Linked DNA regions of Mus musculus: region 2 is linked to region 1. A link is a contact called in public Hi-C data. All regions are on one chromosome and are shown on one strand. The core of a region is the stretch at or near the end of the contact, and the rest is flanking DNA. Distances in the headings are between cores, read along the strand shown. Region 1 has its middle 120 kb from the start of Zswim2. Region 2 has its middle 160 kb from the start of Calcrl.

What was found. A called contact is a pair of places that touch in the nucleus more often than the background predicts.
Region 2: a Hi-C map of bone marrow-derived macrophages shows a contact between it and region 1, with 1.8 times the contacts expected there. The contact joins two enhancer-like sites. A contact is called at or near these places in 10 of 484 Hi-C or Micro-C datasets (the G1E-ER4 cell line, bone marrow-derived macrophages, liver and 2 more) and 1 of 115 datasets of contacts at active chromatin or transcription factors (bone marrow-derived dendritic cells).

The regions. Positions count from the first base shown.
Region 1 is chr2:84,055,765-84,061,689 of GRCm38.p6, forward strand. No RefSeq gene overlaps it. Among named protein-coding and RNA genes, the nearest start is that of Zswim2, 120 kb to the left of the region's middle. Within about 2 kb of position 3,692, at least 114 of the 459 cell types and tissues checked have an H3K27ac peak or open chromatin away from gene starts, as enhancers often do. A contact at or near this core is called in bone marrow-derived macrophages, where this site is marked.
Region 2 is chr2:84,264,027-84,270,223 of GRCm38.p6, forward strand. No RefSeq gene overlaps it. Among named protein-coding and RNA genes, the nearest start is that of Calcrl, 160 kb to the right of the region's middle. Within about 2 kb of position 2,980, at least 16 of the 459 cell types and tissues checked have an H3K27ac peak or open chromatin away from gene starts, as enhancers often do. A contact at or near this core is called in bone marrow-derived macrophages, where this site is marked.

The DNA of each region.
Region 1 (5,925 bases), core at 2,442-4,941:
TTTTATGTTCATGGGCATCTCTTTCTTTAGGTTAGGGAAGTTTTCTTCTATAATTTTGTTGAAGGTATTTACTAGCCCTTTAAGTTGGGAATCTTCACTCTCTTCTATACCTATTATCCTTAAGTTTGGTCTTCTCATTGTGTCCTGGATTTCCTGGATGTTTTGGGTTAGGAGCTTTTTGCTTTTTTCGATTTCTTTCACTGTTATGTCAATGTTTTCTATGGAATCGTCTGCACCTGAGATTCCCTCTTCTATCTCTTGTATTCTGTTGGTGATGCTTGTATCTATGACTCCTGATCTCTTTCCTAGGTTTTCTAACTCCAGGGTTGTCTCCCTTTGTGATTTCTTTATTGTTTCTAGTTTCATTTTTAGACCCTGGATGGTTTTGTTCCTTTCCTTTGCCTGTTTGATTGTGTTTTCCTGTAACTCTTTAAGGGAATTTTGTGTTTCCTCTTTAAGGGCTTCTAGCTGTTTACCCATGTTCTCCTGTATTTCTTTAAAGGAGTTATTTATGTCCTTTTTAATGTCTTCTATCATCAACATGACAAGTGATTTTAGATCTGAATCTTGCTTTTCTGGTGTGTTCGGGTATCCAGGACTTGCTATGATGAGAGAATTGGGTTCTGATGATGCCAAGTAACCTTGGTTTCTGTTGCTTATGTTTTTACGCTTGCCTGGTTATCTCTTATGCTATCTACCCTGGCTATGTCTGACTGGAGCCTGTCCTTCCTGTGATCCTGGTTGTGTCAGAACTCTTTCTAGTCCAGGTATCTCTGTGATCCTGTGATTCTGGGATCCTGCAATCCTGAGATACTGGGTGTGTCCAAGCTCCTGGGAGTCAAGTTGCCTTTGGGACCTTGAGATCCTGTTATGACCAAACTCCTGGGATCCTGGGATCCTCTGATCCTGGGCTTGTTAGAGCGCCTGGGAGTGGAGCTGCCTCCGGGTATTGTGGGGCTGGCTACAGAGTTTGCGTCCAAGGTCTGCTCAGGGTGCTGGCCCAGACGTACCAGAAGGTATGTTTCATTTTCTAGCAGGTACCAATGAAAGAAAGCAATAATACAGCACTGTTTTATCCTTTTATGCTTCAGCCATTGCTAAGATGGTTGTATTAATCCCAAAGATGGGAGAAAGACCACTGACCCAAATCATCATGGCCAAATTAATTAAAGCAAGAAATTAATTAAAGCTTTTTAAATTCATGTACACTGGCTGTCTTCCCCTAAGGTAGGATTTGAGAGATCAGCATTGGACATGAAGAACACATGGCTTTTATAGCTCAGGGGTACGTGGGCAAAATAAGAGCAGAACATTAGCACAACCAGTTAGTCCTTCCTGAAACAAAGAGATTGCAAGGTAGGCTTATAACAAAGTAGTTATAACAACAGGTAGTCATAACAAGGTAATCATAGGTGGTCATATAACCTTTTGAAACAAAGGTAGGATTGCAAGATGGTTATAAGCAACTTTTTGAAATAAAGACTTGATTGCCATTTCTGGAACAGACAATACACAACCATTTGTAGTCAAGGTTGCAAGTGGGGCATAGCCAAATCCTTGAGAAACAGATTTAATCAAAAACAGGAATGAACCTAGTTTGTCTTTAGTATAAAATGTCTTTTAAGCCTAAGATGGAGGGAGGCTGGCTCTTCAGTTGGTCCCTCCAAGGAAACTAAGGAAAGCCTTTCCCTTCATGGGATATTTAAATGCACAGGTTTTTATTGTTTGTTAGATTAAATATACATGGCCTCTACATATTTATATTTTTCTACATCTCTTTATAATGAAAGTGTTTACAATAGTTTCTTTCCAGCTTCTTGATATACAGAGTATCATTATTGGCTACCGTCCTCTTACTCACACATAACTTTTTGCTCCTCTCTGATTCTCTGACTGGAATTTCATGCTAACTTATCACCTTTTCCATAGACTTCTCTATCCACTACTCTGGTAACCAGTATTTTACTTTAAAATTGTATGAATAAAGTATTTTTTTCTTTTTTTCTTTTTTTTAAACTACCTGGAAAACTCCAGTTAGGGAATTTTGGTTAGTTTATTTCTCCATTTAAAGAACATGAAACTGTTGAGAATACAGAATGAAATATTTATAACAGTGTGCATTTTCTGGAGTGCGTTTTCTTAACTCAACCTCTATTCTTAATGGTCATTTTGGATTTTGACACCGTAGATGACAGAGGGTTTCATGTTAACTGAGATGAAGGAGAAAGAAAAGCAGAGTGGACTGTAGCAATGGTGGTAAAGTTCAGAGGAAAAAGGTATGGTAAAAATGGGCATCATTGGGAAAGGACAATATCTAAGTTCTCTACCATTGAAGTTTGCAGTGAATCTGTTATTCTCTGGGTTGTTTGGGTAAACTCATGCTCATTAAGTCCCTTGTCTTAGAGTTGAAATTCTCTTCCTCTTCTTTCTACTGTTGAATATATGACTTAAAATGTGGTTATGTCCTGTTAATTTACCTGCAGCTTGTAAAGCCAACAGCAGTTTTAAAACTTTTGCCGAGCAAAATTATTAAGCAAAAAATTAATGTTCATATTTATTATCCTGGTCTAGTTAAAAATACATGAACAGTACCTTGGTCTAGTAAAAACTAAGTTACTGAAATTACACTATTTACACAGTTACAAGTCAGTATTAGTCACAATTAATGACAGTTCTTCAGAAGAGAAAACTGTTAATGTCATAAATCTCAAGGCAAACCTAGGTTCTGGTAACATTAAACAAAAATATTTTTACAGCTAGAAAAGTTGTTTCTCAGAGATTATATCTTTCAATGGTGTTTTGAAATAATAATAAGCTGGCTTAGCGGAGTTGGGAAGCAAAGTTCAAAGTAACCAAATCAACCCAATCTTTATGAGTGTATGGCTATCCTGTAGATGTGGTGCTTTGGCTTCTTATTCATTGACAAAATCAGAGAGTATATATAACTTACAAACTCTTGTTCTGGGACTTTGACTATATCTAAAAAAGAAATACCCTTAAATCAATGGCCTCCTGAGATACAATCTTCATGCTCTAAATATAGTCTTCCTCTTTTTCATGTAACTTTATCATTGATTTTCTAATTTGATTCTAACCTTAATACAAGCATTAATATTTACATTATAGCTTACATTCTATTTCACCCTATGTGTTCAATATTATGGTTTTTGTGTATGAAACGAAATGCTCTCTAAAACTATTAAATGATCTAAAAATGAGTTCCAGCTGTCTACCTTCAATCATGCCCCAGCACTGCCTACACTAGAAATATTTGTGTTGTGTGAACCCACAGGAGATAGGACTTTCTGCTTGATAGAATCAGAAATTATTCAAATGCTGAAAATGAATAGAAGATATAAAAGAAGTCAGGCAGGTAAATAGACATTTTTAGGTTCAAAGCAAAGTCTGGTTATAGTACATAAAAAAAAAAAGCCTATGTCAATGGAAGCTGTTTGTAAAGACAAAATCAAATATTAAAGCTCGGTAAATCAGTAACATGTCTTACTGTTGTGGGGATTATGTATAAATTGTTAGAAGATAATGACAAGGAACTAAGCAGAAAGCAGAGCTGAATAGTTAGCAGTAGGTTAAAGGTGGCTTTAGGAAGGAGGACAAAATGTAGTGTTGGCTCTGTTGCGGTGGGAGGAGCAGAGCTACTTCCGCTGAGTCACCGGATGCTGCTGACTCAGTCTAAGAACTCTTATTTTTAGCTTCAGAGCAGAAATTTCAACACTCAGTCTTTTACAGCGGAAGGACTAGGTATTAATCTTCCTTTCGTCACAGTCATTTCTGAGTTCAAGGCTGTGCCTAGCAGTGGGGTGAGAGAGTCAGCATTGGGGACTGTAGTTAGTTAGGTGCCGGTGGAAGATTCTTTGTTTCAAGCTTTGTCCTTCTCTTCCTTTCCATGTTTGCCTTCTTCCCACTTGTGTGAACTTGCTAGAACTAACAATGCTGCCTCTGACCTGACACAGAATACCCTTTTGCAATTCAAACCATATTTATTCGTTTATTTATTTATTTATTTATTTATTTATTTATTTTTAAGTTTTTAAGATTATAAGGTAATTACAACATGTTCCTCTTCATGTGCATGTCACACAAGTCTGATTAGTTATGTCTTTGATAGAATTTTAACATGTGTGACTTCAAACACCCTTCTGTCCTCAATAGCTCATAGTCCCTTGACTGTTCTCATTAAAGTACTTTGAAAAACACATTTGAAGAAATTGAGTTAAGAGTTTGCTGCACAAGAAACTCCTACCTGATTGCTATTAAGATAGAATGTTAACAGAAAACATGCAGAGGAAGTCCTCAAGATGGTGTGTTAGCGACTTCTTAGCTTGTCTCTGAACTGAAGCACCAGGCTGCCCATACCATACCTACACATGACATAGGAAGTGGGATTACTTCACCTGAATTTCACACTTGGTATTACTTTCAAAGGTTGCAGTCTAGAGTTTTTCTATTAAATTGAAAATGATTATACAAGAAGAAATTAAATTTTATGTTTTCATCAAGGTAAAAGATTCTTGAATTTTCATTTTAAAAAATATTTTTGGCTAAAATGTGCAGAGAAAACAAAAATCTTTGAAAACTAAGAATTATAAATGTGTATAGTATCTAAAAGTTGGTTTTTAATCCACTTAGTATAAAATATTTTCTATTCTCCTATATCAAATTCATTTTATTTGAGAATCATAGCATCAAATAACACAAAAATTCATGAAATATTTCACACATATATTTTTATAAAATCAAATAAATACAACTCTGAAGCATTTTCTCTTAAACATTCTCAAAATTTGGAAAATGTGGCCGTTCAAAGTCTGAAAATTTTTCTGAGAGAAATTTATTTTTCTGCAAAGTTCATTATTTTTCTTTATGACAAATTTCTCTGTGTGTCTGTAGCACATTTTAACTTGATAAGCATTTTCTTTCTCCATATCGTCAGCAGCATTTGTTGTTGGATTTCATGATGATAGCCATTCTGATTCAGGTGAGGTAATATGGCAAAGTAGTTTGAATTTGAGTTTCACTGATAACTAGGAATATTGAGCTCTTTTCAAAATACTTGCTGGTCATTTATGGTTCTTCTGTGAACTTCTTGTTCTTTTCACTAGTCCACTTATTGACTGATAGCTTTGGATAGTTATATATAGTCATTTTATTTCAAGATACCAATAATAATGGAGAAAACAGATTTAGAGTGAATGCAAACCAGTTTTAACTACTTGAGAAACTTTCTAAATTCTCATAGTCTTAGTATCCTCACCTTTAATAAAAAGATTAATCTGTCTCAAAGAGTTACTGTGAGCTGTAAAGAATATGAGTCCTGTAGAGATTTTACGTGCTAATTGGTTCATGCTATTACCTCACAGCATGGATTTCTATTTTTGTAATCTTTAATTTTAAGTGCATCGCTGAAAATGCACTCCAACATATCTTTGTATAATATTATTACAGACATCAGACCAGAAATCACTAGTAAGATTTAACAAAACCTATTATTTTTAATTCATCATGTGAGGATTTTATACATTCATACAAAATATTTTAGTCATATCCACTTCCACTCCCTGCTTTAGTTCCCCCTGATACTTTCATGTCTCTTTCCCAACTTTATGCTTCTCCTTTCTCTCATTCTCTATTTCCTGTCTCTTTCATAATTCACTAAGTCCAATTAGTGCTACCCATACATGCATAGGTGTGGGACCATGATCAACCTACCAGAAGCCACATTCCTAACGAAAACTCCCTTTCCTCCACCAGTGGCAGCTCTCAACCATCACTAGCTCCACAGCTATAGGTGGAGGCTGTGTGCCTCTCCCACCCATTAGGGACTGTTGACTGGTGTGGTCTTTGCGGGTCTTGCACAGACCTTGCTGTGAATTCACGAGTGCAATAGCCCTGTAATATCCAGCACTA
Region 2 (6,197 bases), core at 1,730-4,229, 210 kb after region 1:
CTTTTACGATTTTACAATTCCTTTGATAGACTGTGAAACTCACTACTCCAAATTGTCACTAAATGAGTTATTCTTCTCTTTTATCGTTTGTGCAAGCCAAGAGTTTATGAAAGTTGAAGGCTATATTAATGACAATGGACTTTCTTAGTTTCTATAAAATTAAACAGTGTAGATTTGAAGCCCATAAAGCAGTGCAGTAAATTGAATGGTGGTCCTGCGAAGGAAAAGCCTACTTGGATTTTATTCAGAAGAATCCCAAACTGGGATTCCATGCGTTATCATGGGCATCAAACCCAATGACAAGCGACTTGTATGACATGAGAAGGGAACAGCATGCACAGAAGTCCATGTGAAAACAGACACTGGAATTTGCAGCCTCAAGCCAAGACCATTCAGAACTCCCTAGTGAGGAAGGATTTCCTTTAAGAGCTTGCAAAGGGAATGCAATCCTACCAACACATTCATTTTGGATTCCTGATCTTCAGAACTATAAAAGACAAAACTTCTGCTATTTTAAGCTGCCAAGTCGTGGTAATTTATCATGGTACACTTAGAAAGAAACCAATACAGCTGATTCATGTCTGTGACCTGTAACACATCTTAGGCTGGTGATCATATTGTAAAACATGCATCATTAAGTTTAAGCCAAAAGCAGTGTAGAACAGTCAAGTAGACTGGGGGTGGGGGGTCAGGGGTAAGTATGTGCATGAGTGTGCAGGTCAGGGGTCGATATCAGGATTCTTCCTGTATTGTTCTCTACTTTAAGTTTTGAGCAAGAATTTTTTTCACTAAACATGGAGCCCATTGTTTGTACTAGAATGGTTGTCCAGTAAATCCTTGGAATCATTTTGTCTCTATCCCAACCCAGCATGGGGTAGGAGGAAAATGTAGCCATGCCTAGCTTTTAAATGGATGCCAGAATTCCTAACTCAAATTCTCATTCTTGAGTACTAATCCCTGTACCCACTGAGAGATCTCTTCAGGCCACAAAGATTGTCATTCTAGGTGCCTTGTACCCAGAATAAAGGTTTTCTAAAATAGGTGTTTATTATAGGGATAGAGAAAATGCAATCAGTTTCCTGTTGCTTCTGTAACAGATTGCCACATTAGTGGGTTAGAACCACATAAATTTAGTACTTTACAGCTCAAGGGGTCAGAAGTTTGAACTGAGTCTCATTGGCTGAAATTGAGAAATCAGTATTGCTGAATACCTCCTGATGTTCCCTAGGGGAAATTTTACCATGCCTTCCCAAGTGCTAGAAGCTGCTCACATTATTTGAACTGAGACCAGTGGCCATTTGAGTTTTTCTCACATTGTGTCATTTTTAGGTTGACTCTGCTTCTTTTTTTGGTATTAAAGGAAACATACTTTTACAAACTATGATGGAATGAGAATCTCTTTGTATCAAGGATACTAAATTAGCAAACTAATGTCACCTACAACGTTAATTTTCCCTTGATGCGATTTTACAAAGACTAGAATGTGGAACTCTCTGCGGGACCTTTATTCTGATGGTGTTGCTGTGAAACTCTTATATTAATGAACTCACTAGAACAAGTAAGCCCAAGACCACACACTCTCACAGGAAGCACACACACCCAGCTCTGTTCCCAAGATGACCTAACCCCTCCTGATTCATACACCAGGATCCCCAAAGACCTGTGGTAGTATACACATCTGCCACCTAGGCTTGAAATAGCCATTGTTCCCACTAAATACTTTGATAAAAAACTGACATTAAAAATGAGTTATAATTCCAAAATGCAATTGCATATACTTTATATTACTTTTCAAAGTGTGTAATTCATGCTTTCCTGTTGGAACTAATTAATGCATTTCACTTAAAAGTGGGTCCATGGTAGGCTTTTTGATTTACCTTAATTCAGTTCTTCTCTTCAAAGAAATAGAAAACCAATATATTCTGGATTTAATCATTACTGCTTTATTGTTTATTACCTCTGAGGAAAGAAATAATTAGTGAACATTTTGACTAATTTTTTCCTTTCAGATATGAAACAAAAATTAAAAGATCTAATCAGTGAACTTGTAAAAGTAAGATAAAATGTCTGAAGATTAGAAAAATAGAATCATTTTTAATTTCCCCCACTATTAAAGTTTTACTATTGTTTAAGGTAGAAAGTGGTCTGACTTTGACATTTTCAACTTTAGTAAACACTGAAGACCTGATATGTGTGAAAACCATGTACGTCTGAACAACTGCTGGGAGTTTTCTCCCTGTGTAATCATCAGGATTTGCTGAAACACAGCTGCACTTCAACACGTGATGGAATGGCAATGAATGACCCTCCCTCCCACCCTCCCCGTGCTCTGGGGAGAAGCCATACAATAAATCTTAGCACTGGACAGCTTATCCATTAAATTGAAGAGGCAAACATTTGTAATTGCTTGAGAACTGTTTCCTCTCACCTGTCCCTGTCACTCCCCATCACCCCAGAACTATAAAAAAAAAAAAGAAAATTACTGGAATTTCTCAATGGTGTGGATTGGAGACAAAACAACGGTGACAAACCTTAGATATTCAATTACTGCTGTGTGCTGGCAAACTATCCCATGTACCAAGAACATGGCAGAGCTAATTCTCAGTCTCGAATCATAACTTTGAATAATACTGTAAAATAAGTAAAAAATAGTCATTCACGGGCCTTTAGGATAATTTGTCTTGTACACATTAGTGTTATTTTCTAATAAAGTTCATTTTGATACAGTAGATTATATTTTGTTAAGTGAGTCACAAATTACCTTTTGCTCTGCTGTTTAAAAAACAATTTTTATACAATAATTCATGTTGATAAGTCTTTTAATATAATTTCTATTGTTGCAACAAAACACCATGACCAAAAAAGAAGTTGGGGAGGAAAGGGTTTATTTGGCTTACACTTCCAGATCACAATCCATCAATGGAGGAAGTCAGAACAGGAACTCAAGCAGAGCTGGAACAGGAAGCCAGAGCTGATACAGGGGCCATAGAGGGTGCTGCTTACTTGCTTGCTTCTCCCGGCTTGCTCAGCTAGCCTTCTTATGGAACTAAGGAACACCAGCCCAGGGACGGCAGCATCCACAATGGGCTAGTCCCTCCCACATTGACCACTAATTGAGAAAATGCCTTACAGCTGGATCTCATGGAGGCATTTCTTCAACTGACGATCCTTCCTCTCTGATGACTCTAGCTTGTGTCAAGCTGACACACAAAACCAGCCAGTACAGTGCTTATCGAGAAGGTTTCAGTGAACCTAGTTCCAACTGTTATTACCACATTAATTAATATTTTAGTTAACGAGCTATAATTAGTTTTGACTTACAGGAAGTTAAGTGAGTCAGAGTTCCCACGAACTGCCTTGCTCCCCTGTTTACAAGGACTCTGATCTTTAACAGAAAGTCATATTTCTTAACATTAATAAACCAGAACATCACATTAACTGAAATTAATTAATTTTATTAGGATCCACTATTGTATAACTTTATGTATTTTTGAAAACTGTGGGAAGTTCCATAGTCACCATTATAGTAACTTAAAAACTAGTTTCATTGTCCTACATGTTCCAAATATTCCATATTATCCTCCTCCCCTCCCACCTAATTGCTGTAGGTAGATCTTTCTGTTCTGTAGTTTTGCCTTTTCCTGAGGTTCACATCATTAACTTCATACAGTTTGTATCCTTTTCATACTGGCTTCTTTCACTCAGCAAATGACAGGGTTCATCCATATTTTAGTGGCTTTTGCTATTGCTGAGAAATATTCCTTTGCCTGCATGTACCACAATTTGATTACCCATTAACTTGGGTTTTTGAGGGGTGCATGCATATGTTTGTGTATGAGCACAAATCTCAGGGGTCATTTATCCTCAGGCACAATACTTCTTGTCCTTTGAGGCAGGATCTGTCACTGGCCTGCAGCTTGCTAATCACACCAGACAGGTTGCCTAGGGAGCCAAGGGACTCTGCCTAGCTCCATCTATTTCTGCATCACAGGCCCTAGAGATTTCAAATGATTACCAAATACAGAGATTTTGCTTGCTCACTTGTTTGATTTTTTTATAAATGTATTTTTATTATTTAAATGTTTCACATAATATATTTTGATCATACTTACCTTCTCTCAACTCTTCCCAGATCCTCTCATCTCCAAACTCAGATAATTTCACGTTCTCTCTCTCTCTCTCTCTCTCTCTCTCTCTCTCTGTTTTTAAAAAATATATAAAAATCAAAATATGAGACTCACACATACAGACAGAGGCCAACAAGGAAAGACAACACAAAAAGCACACAAGAAATGCGGTCTAGTTTACACTGGCCAACTAAATTGATTTTTCACTTTTGTAGAACGTATCAATTGTGACTGCATTCAATTGCAGCTTCTTTGTTAGAGGTGGGATTCTACTTCTCAGTGTTGGGATTTGGTCTGGTTTGGACCTGTGATGTCATGTGTATGTTGTCAGGATTGTCTCTGTGACCTCATTTGTGCATCACTCCTATGTATCGAGATGATGTTGTTTCCTTGTAGCCATCCACCACCGCTGGCTCTTAAAATCTTCTTTCTTCCATGTAGATCCCTAAACTTTAAGGGGCTTTGGATGTCTAAAGACATCCCATTTAGAGCCGAGTTCCAGAGCCTCTCACTCTCTCTACATTGCCCAACTGTGAGTCTCTGTGTAAATTATCTTCTACAGCACGTAGAAGCTTCATTGTTCACCATGTGAATGGCAGCTGAGCCAGTGTTGGTCAGAGAATAGTACTAAGGTAACTTTGGCAGAACGGTAGTCCAACTCTGCTCTGGGACAGCATAGACCAGCTTACCCAGAACTGAAATCCAGGTTACCTGTGTTTTCTGGGCCCAATAGTTCCATTTCTCTTACTTTGTATGCCAATTACTACAGTTTTACCATTTTTTTGTTTTACTTGATGCTTTAAATTTATGCTTTTATTTGTTATAAACATATTGACTATTGGATTCCATTTATTTGCTTTGAATTTTGAACAGATTTTAAAGTAAATGTGCTAATATTAACCAAGAACACTAGTATTAAATACATCTTGAAGTCTGACACTCATATGTGGTAGTCCCATGTTATACTTGTTGGATGAATTCAATGTAAATAATACAGACTTTTTTTTAAAGTTTATTACAAGTGGCTGAATATAATGCTCTCACTGAAAGCTTGAAATGATTCTCTAGGGCAAATCCTTCAGTAGCATAAGACAAAGACTACAGAGCAAAACTGCTAAGCCTACATTTGTATAATGGATCTAGAAATGTAAGAGCTATTGGAATTGGGAATTTCTCAGCTCTGATTTGATCCCAAATCAGAAGTAGAATAAAAGAAAATTAATGAGGATTCACAAGATAAATGTCTGTAGTCAGGGGAAGCAATGAGATGGTGTTTTATAAACTACTCCCTAGAGCAATGAATTCTCTGCTGGCTCCATGACAAGTGCACAATAATTTACCCACATGCACATGTACCCACAGAACAGTCATATATTTACATAAAATAAATTTTAAAAACTACAATGAAGTCAATTAAATTTTTTGCTCTGGGAGTTATAAGTGTAAGTATACAATATTAACTCAAACAAAGTGGAAAAGTCTTGTTGATGCTTTTTTCATAAATTAAATTTATTTTAAGTGATAGTTTTTAAAAAAGTGTACATTAATGGAATGCCATGATGTTTATACATATATGCACTTATACCGTTTATATTAGGCTAAATTTTTCTTTCCTTAAATTTTTCATTTTCTTTCTGGCAAAAACTTTTTAAGACTCTTTTCTTTAGCTTTTTGAGCTATACAATCCATTCCTTTTTATCCATATTGGTCTTACTCTCACCAGATTTTGTTTCCCTCCTACTATAACTTAGTAACATTGGTAAACCTGTTTCTGACTTTCTTTCTCATATGTCTTGCCTCTAATAACTCCCATGCTGCTTTAAAGTTTTCGAAGATCAATGCCTAATATCACACACATTGACAGTCCTGTCTCTCTGTTCCTGATTAGCTCATTTTGCACAATGATTTCCAGTTCCATCCATTTTGCCGCTCATAACAGGATGTTGAGGTTGCTATTATGGCTACATAGTAGTCTATGAAAAAATGCAGTATACTTTCTTTATCTGTATTATTTAATGGACACTTAATTTTTCTCATTTCATTTCTATTATAGTGTTATTAAACATGGGT